Regions from separate parts of the Rattus norvegicus genome. Here region 1 is linked to region 2. Evidence: chromatin contacts called from public Hi-C data. All regions are on one chromosome and are shown on one strand. Each heading gives the region's core, a stretch centred on a gene start, on an enhancer-like site or on the middle of the called end of the contact. The rest is flanking DNA. Distances are from core to core; before and after follow the strand shown.

What was found. A called contact is a pair of places that touch in the nucleus more often than the background predicts.
Region 1: a contact with region 2 is called in a Hi-C map of Schwann cells, with 5 times the contacts expected there. The contact joins two enhancer-like sites. A contact is called at or near these places in 11 of 12 Hi-C or Micro-C datasets (the A7r5 cell line, the Rat2 cell line, Schwann cells and 6 more).

Annotation. Positions count from the first base shown.
Region 1 is chr4:87,513,596-87,518,206 of GRCr8, forward strand. All of the region lies in intron 1 of Nt5c3a (5'-nucleotidase, cytosolic IIIA), which reads right to left. Among named protein-coding and RNA genes, the nearest start is that of Nt5c3a, 19 kb to the right of the region's middle. Within about 2 kb of position 1,311, at least 44 of the 93 cell types and tissues checked have an H3K27ac peak or open chromatin away from gene starts, as enhancers often do. A contact at or near this core is called in Schwann cells, where this site is marked.
Region 2 is chr4:87,455,463-87,460,087 of GRCr8, forward strand. Fkbp9 (FKBP prolyl isomerase 9) reads left to right here. Exons shown (of 10, transcript NM_001007646.1): 2 at 380-525; 3 at 1,298-1,487; 4 at 2,095-2,240. Among named protein-coding and RNA genes, the nearest start is that of Fkbp9, 21 kb to the left of the region's middle. Within about 2 kb of position 2,944, at least 6 of the 93 cell types and tissues checked have an H3K27ac peak or open chromatin away from gene starts, as enhancers often do. A contact at or near this core is called in Schwann cells, where this site is marked.

The DNA.
Region 1 (4,611 bases), core at 61-2,560, 56 kb after region 2:
CATTCTCCACACACAATAAACAAAACTGAAACTGAACAACTGGAAGTGTGGGAGTAAACAGGGAAAAAAAATCAATTTAAAAGCCGTCTATTTCAGGATGGGCAATTTATGCCAATCTTCTTAAATTGGGTTTTGTGGATAAGTGTGAAAACAAAGAGCTTGTAAGCTCAGAATGTAATTCTCCAGTCTTCCACCCATATCGGTTCTAATACTAGTAGCATTTTTTCAAAACGTTAAACCAAGGCACATGGAAACTGCATTGCTGACCCCAAACATACTGAGTTCTTCCTGTCCTGTCCTTTCTCCTAGAGTAACAGCACAGGTAACGTGAGTATCCAGTAGAGCCAGGCAAGCTGCTTATACAACAGTCTGTTGCATGATTGGATTTTTAAAAGAAGCTATATGAATCTTGGAAAATTCAACTACTCAAGCACGATGCAGAGCCAGGCAAGGTGATAACCTGTAGGAAGCACTTAGTAGGTTACAGGTCAGCACACGATATAAGACCCTGTCTCGGAAAAAAAAATCTGACACAGCCACAGACAGTATTCTAGATTTTACTGTAATACATATGTTCTGTGTTTCAGGGATGTGTTTTTGGAGGTTCTGGGTATCTAACCGAGGCCCTATACATATTAGACAAATAGTCTACCACTGAACTACATCCCCAGTTCTTACATGTCTGAATCTTAACTTTCAATATGCAAGTTGTTACATTAGAAACCTAGCTTTCATCAATTCATAAAACATACCAGTATAAATGCAGTCTATAACATCCTGGGTAAGACTCACGGGCATGAATACTAATCTTTATTACTGGCAATAATGAACTCATGTGGCTTTGTCCAAAACCGAGTCACATAGCAAGTGAGTATGAGGCTCTTCTTCCGAGAGTACTTTACTTCTACCTAACACCCACGTGTCTAAACAAGGAGTCTCTAAAATCAGACCACATAAAATGTAGTTTTTGAGCAAGATAATCTGAAAGCTTTACACACTTAACACCTTTGCAAACTACAAATAATTTCACATTTCCCGATTAGCCTACTTATATTTCCTCCTCTATATTTTTAAATGGCTAGAGTTTCAATAAGCTAGAGAACCAAACCAGAACCACGGCAAGTTAAATAGAAGACACTTATGGCTTCTGGAACAGTGAGCACTTACTCTGAAGGTAACCGGACAAGCTATGTACGGCAGCAGCACCAGCAAAAGAAAATTCTTCCTGTCTGAGAAGCACTAATATAGCACAAGGTGCAAGGAGGGCGGTTCCCAAAGCCTTGACTAAGCCTTATGCAAACAGTCCTGTGACGCACGCACACAGAACAGGGCTTTATTATGCTATGGGTGACAGCCTTGCCGGCTCTCTCAGCTTGATACCATTTAGTTCACAGAACTTAACCAGCTGGGAAAGCATGCCGGCTAAGAGCGGGTAGCTAACTGCTCTGCAATCTAAGAAGGAACTCTGAGCGTAACTCTTAGACCACTCCTTTCCTGTTGCCGACTGCACTGCACTGTGATGTGTGCACACCTCTGGCGGATGCTCTACTTCAAGACAAAGTGAAAAGACGAAGTTTGGTTGCTGGAGCTGGGGAAGGCAGATAGGAAGCTGTTGTTGCTCAAATGGACAGAGTCCCAGTGTTTAAATGAGAACTGTTCTAAGAGTGGTGCGTGGTGGAAACGGGTGCACAATAATGTGTCACCAAACAGTAAGTAAAACACGACTAAAATGGTACCTCTTGCATTATGCATATTTTACTCCAGTGGGGCTGAAGGAGGCTTTTACATTTTCTTTATATTTTTCCGGCAGCTTTTGGTAAATTTGAGTAAAATCATGCCAAAAATTGAAGACCAGTATAAAACTGGAATGTGCAAGTATAACAGGGTCCATGTGGTCTCAGCCACTAAGAATCTGAGGCAGGAAGGTCACTTAGTCTATGTGGGCCAGTCTCGGTAACACAATATGAAAGTTTCTGCTGTTGTTGTTAAAAAGGAAGGTAATGCGATAAAAGTGTTTTTACTTAAAAACAGAACCAGTCTAGCATTTAAACTGAGCAGCTGGATGGCAGCATGTTAACACTGCACCAGGGCCTGCTAGATAAGGTAGAACTCAGGCTCCGGGAAACTTTATCATCAGGAACAAGGTTAAAGCTGTTCATATGTAAATAATTTTTTCTACTGGTGCTCTCTACTGTGTTCTGAATATCTAATGTCAGGCTACATTTTAGTAATTACTTTGTGAAGTAGCAAGTCCTTTTTTTCAGAGAAAGGATCTCAATAGATTGGTCAGGCTGGGCTCAAGTGATCTTCATGCCTCCACAGCCTCCTGAAGCAGGACCTGTAAACTACAAGCCCACATTACCATAGAGCTCTGGGAGAGCTCTCCTTGAGCAGGAGAGGGCGGTGGCAGAATACAAAGTCTCACTACACAGCACTGGCTATGTGTGTCTTCAAACTCAGAGACATGCCGCTTGCTGCTGCTGTTGCCATGACAACCACCACTACCACCAGCACCAGCACCAGCACCACCCCTCCCCTTGTGCTGGCTGGGTGTGTATATTCCCTTGTGTGGTGACAGAGGTGGAGGCTTGTGGAGGCCAGAGGCCATCTTCAGGTGTCTTTCTCAATTGCTCTCCTCTGTGATATGAAGACAGTCTCTCACTGAAGCCCACAGCTTGCCTATTCAGCTAGGTGAGCTATCCATCGTGACCTGGGCATCCCTTGTTACTGGGATTACAGGTAGGCCACCACACCTACTTGGCATTCACATGGGTGCTAGGAATCCTAATCCCAGTCTCATGTGGCGAATGCTTTATCCACTGAGCCATCTCTCCAGCCCCGGGCACTGCTATCTTATTATAATAAGATTTAATAAGGCTCATTAACAAAATATACCTTTAAGAGGAAGACCTATTATACCTAATTACTGATGGTAATTCAAAGATAGCAAACAAAAAATACTAATCTACCCTAAATTAGCTCTTTTAACAAAGGAATTTGGAGTTATACTTCCAGACCTTCTTAGAGAAATATTTAGAAATATTACCAAAAGCCATAGATAGAAACACTCCTTTGAAGTACCATTTAGTGTCTAGTAACTTACCCTATAGATATATGATTGTACACAAAGTTTGTACACATAACTGCAAACACAGAGACTGTAGATTTGCTTGTAATGCTAAGAAACTGTGGGCACCCATAATGACAACACCTAGTTATTTTTAACACAGGAGAGAGATGGGCATAGAGATGATGCATGGATGCATGGATGCCTGCAATCCAGCACCCGGGAGGCAGAGGCAGTGGGAATGGGAAAAGGTAGAGGCCAGCCTAGGCTAAATGAGATACTGTCTCAAAAGTAAACAAACAAAGAGCAGTAACAAAACATAAACCACATAAACCGACAAAGCAGAGGACAGGTGGGAAGGGGGCAAAGCTGGGTGGCAGTCTATTTAGCATGTACAGAGCTCTGGGCCCTACCCCAAGTACCACGAACACAGTATCAGAGAGATGAACGCACTGTGATACACCTGAGACACAGGTGCACGATTCTTAGAAAGGAATGGTGCTGTATGGAGTGGGCCAACCCTATAATCCCAGGGCTTGAGAGGAGGGAACACGAGGGCCACTGTCCCAGGCCAGGTGACACTATAATAAGAGCCTGTCTTAGAAACATTAAAACAAAATATTGTACGTGGCTAAACTTTACTAGCTTCTACTGTGGGTGTGCTCACTACACAGAATAAATGACGCCCTGCTTTAATTTCAAGAAGTAAAAAAATAAGTAACTAAAATGACATGCATAAATAAATAACTACATTTTACTAAGTTCTACGTATGTGGGGCGCTCCCCCTCACCCCAGCAGCCACGGCTCTACCATTTCCTAAGGGAGTTAAAGTATACAGCGGCTAAGTATACAGCAATGGATTCAGTATGAGAAGCACAGGGAGTAAAAAACAGGATACAGGACAGGATCCATGCACTAACCGCCTGCTTTATAGCCCGAGTGGGGAAAATAGTGTGTTTAAATGTGGCAGTCAGCGGTTCTGTCCAGAATCAGAAAAGCTGGAGAGAATCCCGGTCAGAAACATACCAAGACCTGAATTGGGAGCCAGGTGCTTCATAGCACATCCAGTTCTTCAAAGTGGAGGCAGAGGAGTTGCAGGTTCCAGACCACAAAGGCTACATAGCAAAATCTTGTCTAAAACATAAACATAAGAAACCCCTCCTCGAGGGATTTACCAAAGACTGGGCAATATTTGTTTAGGGCTTTTGCACTGTCAGTCCTGAAGCACACAAGTGCCCTCGACAGGCACTCTAATGCAATGAGGTTAGCTTGAGAGAACTCAATACACCTCCCCTCCGTGTGGTAAATATGGAATCTGGGGTAACTAAGCCATGTATCACGGTTATGCCATTTATGTACAGAAGCAGCTAGGTTGTTTTTAGATCATTTTGTGCCCCCACAGGCAGTCAATTACATACACAGGCTTACATGAGAGTGCTTGAGAAACAGACTCTAAGAATGCTTGGCTCATCAGAGGGCTCAGCAGATAAGAAGCCTGACAAGCTAAGTTCCATCCCTGAGACTCTGTAAAAGGAAGAAAACA
Region 2 (4,625 bases), core at 1,694-4,193:
TTCCTCTTGGATATGGATGTCCTGTTGTTGCCCTGTGCCATGGAGATCCTATAGTTTTGGATCTGTAGGACCAGTCCCTTTATGCCCTCCAGCAGTTCATCCATGGGGGTTGGGAGATGTTAGGGAGAACTAATTCAAAGCCCTGGATCTGGGCCTGAGCTGATCAGTCCAGTGGCAAGCAATTTTAGGGGGATTTGTTGACAATATTCAAGTTAATATAAAAACTTCAGCCCCGCAGGTACTGTCCAGTAATGACAAATCCTGGGTCAGTAACTCCTTGCCAGGCCTTTTTCTTTGCTGCTGTGACCGTCACGAAACTGTTTTCACTGTGGTAATAGCTGCTTTTATTTCTCTTTCTCTCTTCCTTCTGGATTGCCAGCTATGACAGGGACTCTACGTTCAGTGTGTTTGTGGGAAAAGGCCAGCTGATCGCAGGGATGGACCAAGCTCTTGTTGGGATGTGTGTAAACGAGAGGCGTTTTGTGACGATTCCCCCAAACCTCGCCTATGGAAGTGAAGGAGTTTGTAAGTCTTCGTTCTGTTATTTATAGACACATTCACATACCCTTCAGTCAACCTGACTGGAGAATTTGAAATCTTTAATAGGAGAAAAAGAAAGGCCCAACACCCCTAGCTAGCACTTCTAGTATAGGTTTATCTCTTAGAGAGGGAAGAAAGTGCTGACACAGAAGAAGCTAACGCACTCTTGAGAAGAGTTTTTCTCTCTCTTTAACTTTATTTGGAGGAACAATCAGCCCTTTGGAATTGTGCATCTGTGATGGGTTTGAATTCTTTTGGCTTCTGTTCTCATGGCAGTAGTCAATTGACTTCTTCCTTGTGGGATGTGAACAAATGTTTATTTAACCCACTTAGGTCATTGATAGTAGACCAAAGATCCCACCTAAGCCCAGCCTGGTGAACTAGGGAGTTCGTTGGAGTAACTTACAGGAGCTTGGTTGAGGGGTTACTTCCGGGCAGCAGCTGGATCACTGAAAAAAACATTGTAGAAGGGGTGGGGTCAGATAAAAGCTGCATCTCCGAAGCTCCCTGTACGACTTGGAGGCAGCTCCTTAGGACACAGTTCCTCTCCCTAACCACCACTTAGATTTTACAACTTTCGGGAGAAACCTAGTATATCTTTTTCTGTTAGCTTCTCCAGTCTGCTATACCCACTTCCTCCCTCCTGGGGGGAGCCGTTCAACAAGGAGAAAATAGCTATTCAACAGCTGCTTTCTAGGGAACCTCGGAGTCGCCAGAAGATGGCAGTCTCTCAGTGTGAATGCACTTCAATTTCCAGCTGGTGTGATCCCTCCAAACTCAGTTCTTCACTTTGATGTACTCTTGGTGGACATTTGGAATTCTGAAGACCAGGTTCAGATTCAGACGTATTTCAAGCCCCCCAGTTGCCCTCGGACTATCCAAGTATCTGATTTTGTGAGGTACCACTACAATGGAACATTCTTGGATGGGACGCTGTTTGATTCCAGGTAAGTGCCACGGTTGGTGCCAGTGTGTGAAATGCCCTTGGTTCCTTCTGTCCTGTCTTCTTTATGTGATCACTAGGAAACGAGAAAATGTATTCTACCAAACTATACTTTGTACCAAATCCTTCCTCATATAATCGTGGTTAGTGTTAGATACTCTGTGGTGCCAGGGTCAAACTAAAACACCTTAGAAAAAATTAAAGATTTCATTTAAATGATTAAATGATTAAACCATTGTTGGAGATCTCCTGTGAAGTGAAGGGACATGTTTCCAGGGAAGCTCATGGGTGTTTGAGTCATTTATGTGGTTTGTCTATGGGAAGGGAAGAGGAGAACTATAGAGAGGCCTGAGGCTAGGAGAAAAACTAGGGAACGCTCTGAGATTTTCTGTAATGGCAGAGTGCTCAGTGAGCAAGAGAGCCGTTGGCTGCTGGTATCAATAGGAGGTCTCATTTCTTCCTAACCCGAAGGGAGCAAAAATGGGACACATGCCTACTCTGAGGGATGACTGTGGGCTTTGTGTTCACCTGAGATTTGGGAAACGAAAACCCCAAGGGGTGAGTTAGGAACGGTATGCAGCTTACTTCCTTCCTCTTTGACGTTTTTTCAGCCACAATCGCATGAAAACCTATGACACCTATGTGGGGATTGGATGGCTGATTCCTGGAATGGACAAAGGGCTGCTGGGCATGTGTGTTGGGGAGAAGCGCATCATCACCATACCTCCTTTTCTGGCCTATGGGGAGGAGGGAGATGGTAAGTCCCTCTTCCTCAGAGCTTTATCTTTATGTTTACTTTCATTGATGAGAGTACGTGTGTGTGCTTGTTTCTCTGTACATGTACCACATGATGTATTGGGCATGGAGGCCAGGAGAGGGCTTCAGATCCCCGGTAGGTGGAGAGTCCGGCTGTTGAGAGCTGCTCTGTGTGGGTGCTGGGAACCCTACCTGAGTCTTCTGCCAGAGCAGTTAGTGCTCTTAACTCCTGGGCCATCTCTGAGCCACGTCTCTAGCCTCATTGTCCTTACTTCTGTCTGTAGCAATCATTTCGTCTGTGTCCACTGAAACATACCCTGCCTTTTGCTCTAGGCCAACACTACAACTATGGTAGCCACCGGCTACCATATTCTGGTCACAGCCTCCCATCTCTGGTATGCGTGAGTCACACACCACTAAGGGCTCTGAGCTACTCCACAAATACCTTTTGTTTCCGTCATTACAGAGAGGTCTTTTGGACAGCGCTAGTCAGGGCGATCTTCTATCTAGAACTTGAATTTCTCATTTGCATTTGAACATCGGTGTTCATGGTAAGCACTGTGTCCCTCCCTGCTTTGCCAGCTGCAGCCCTGGGCACCAAGTTCTCTCACTTTCTTATCTGTAAGCAAGATTTGATGTAGACAGTTTAAGAAGCTGTAGACACCAAAGTAAAGGTTTAGTCACTGATGTCTGAATGGACGTATTCCCCAGCTTTTCCCCTTTGTTGGCTTTATGAGTGTATGTGTGTTTTACTTGGACAAACTGAGAGCATACCATTGGCTGTGGCGATTGTGGAGTTGGCGGAGTTCTTGCCTTGCATTCATGAAGCCCCAGGTTTGACCCCCAGCACATGGGGGTACATGCTTCTATTTTCAGTATCTGTGAGGTGAGAGCAGGAGGATTAGGAGTTCAAGGTCATCTTCAGCTACACAGTAAGTTGGAGCCCAGCTGGGACATGTAAGACCCTGTCTCGAAAGCAAAATAAAATAAAGTAATGTCCTATGAAGAGAAGTAGAGTGTTGACTGATAATTAATGCTTTTTATTTATTCAAACTAAATTTCCCACATCTCACATTTTTCACACATACTGACAATCGGATATAACAGAGACCTTTAGGCGTGTAAGTCATAGGGCATACACGGAATAAAGAATAGAAACTAGGGCAGGGTGTGGTGGCATCCACCTGTCATAGCAGTTGACAGACTGAGCCTTAGGATCATGAGTTCAAGGCCAGCCTGGTAATAAGAACCTATTTTAAAGAATCACAATAAAAAAGGATACAAGTGAAAACATGGCGCTCTTGAGGAAGTCAAATGGTACTCTAATTCACAATAATCAATGTACTGTTTTCCACACTGTTTTCTGCCTTTGTGGTGTGTAGGGCAAAGGAGAGGGGAGGCCAAGGGGATGAGGCTCAGCCTTTCCATGTTTTCTATTCCCAGGCTTGAGATCGGCAAACAGCTCTTAATGCTTGTACTTCTCTGTTGCTGCACCGTGACCAGCAGTAATGGATTGAAGGAAGGGTTTATACACAGATCAGGGAATAAGAGGTCATCATGGCAGTAAGCAGCAGGCATGGCACCATGAGTGAGGCGAGAGCGTACCTCTTCAAATGCATTTACAAAACACACAGAGGCAACTAGAGGTGTGAGGCCTTTAATCTCCAAGTCGGCCCTCCAGGGACAGACTACTCCAGCAAAGTCAGGCTTTACTGCCTAGACCTCCTGAACAGTGTTACCAGCTCGGGAGTGTCACCAACTTGGGAGGCTGTGTTCAAATGTCCGAGACTATGGGGGCCTTTCTCATTCAAACCTCGATAATGGGCTATTTTTACTTGTCGGTGCTTGTGATCTAACTTAGGGCCTTGTGCATGCAAAATGTGCTATCGTGCTGACTGCAAACCAGTCCTGCATACTATGTCTTCACAGTCAGCTGATGGAGTACCCTGCTAGAGAGAAATAGTTGGGAAATTACCACAAACGTGTCTTAACTTCTTGTCTCTGGAAGATATAAATTGTTCATTTTAAAATTTTTTTTATCCCATGGATTTATTTATTTATTCACGTTATATTCTGATTGCAGTCCCCCCTTCCTCCCAGTCCTCCCCTTACATGGCCCTTGCCCCATCCCCTCTGTTTCCCATCACCTGTGAGAAGAAGGATGTCTCTTCCAGGGTACCAACCCACCCTGGCACCTCAAGTCACTACAGGACTAGGTACATCCTCTCCTGTTGAGGCAACACAAGACAGACAGTCAGGAGGGGAGGATCCATAGTCAGGCAGTAGAGTCAGGGTACACGCCCACTCCAGTTGCTGGGCTACGTCACACATTTGCTGCATTAGTGCAGGGGGTAGGGGAGCAACGAGGCCCAGTCCTTATATAATT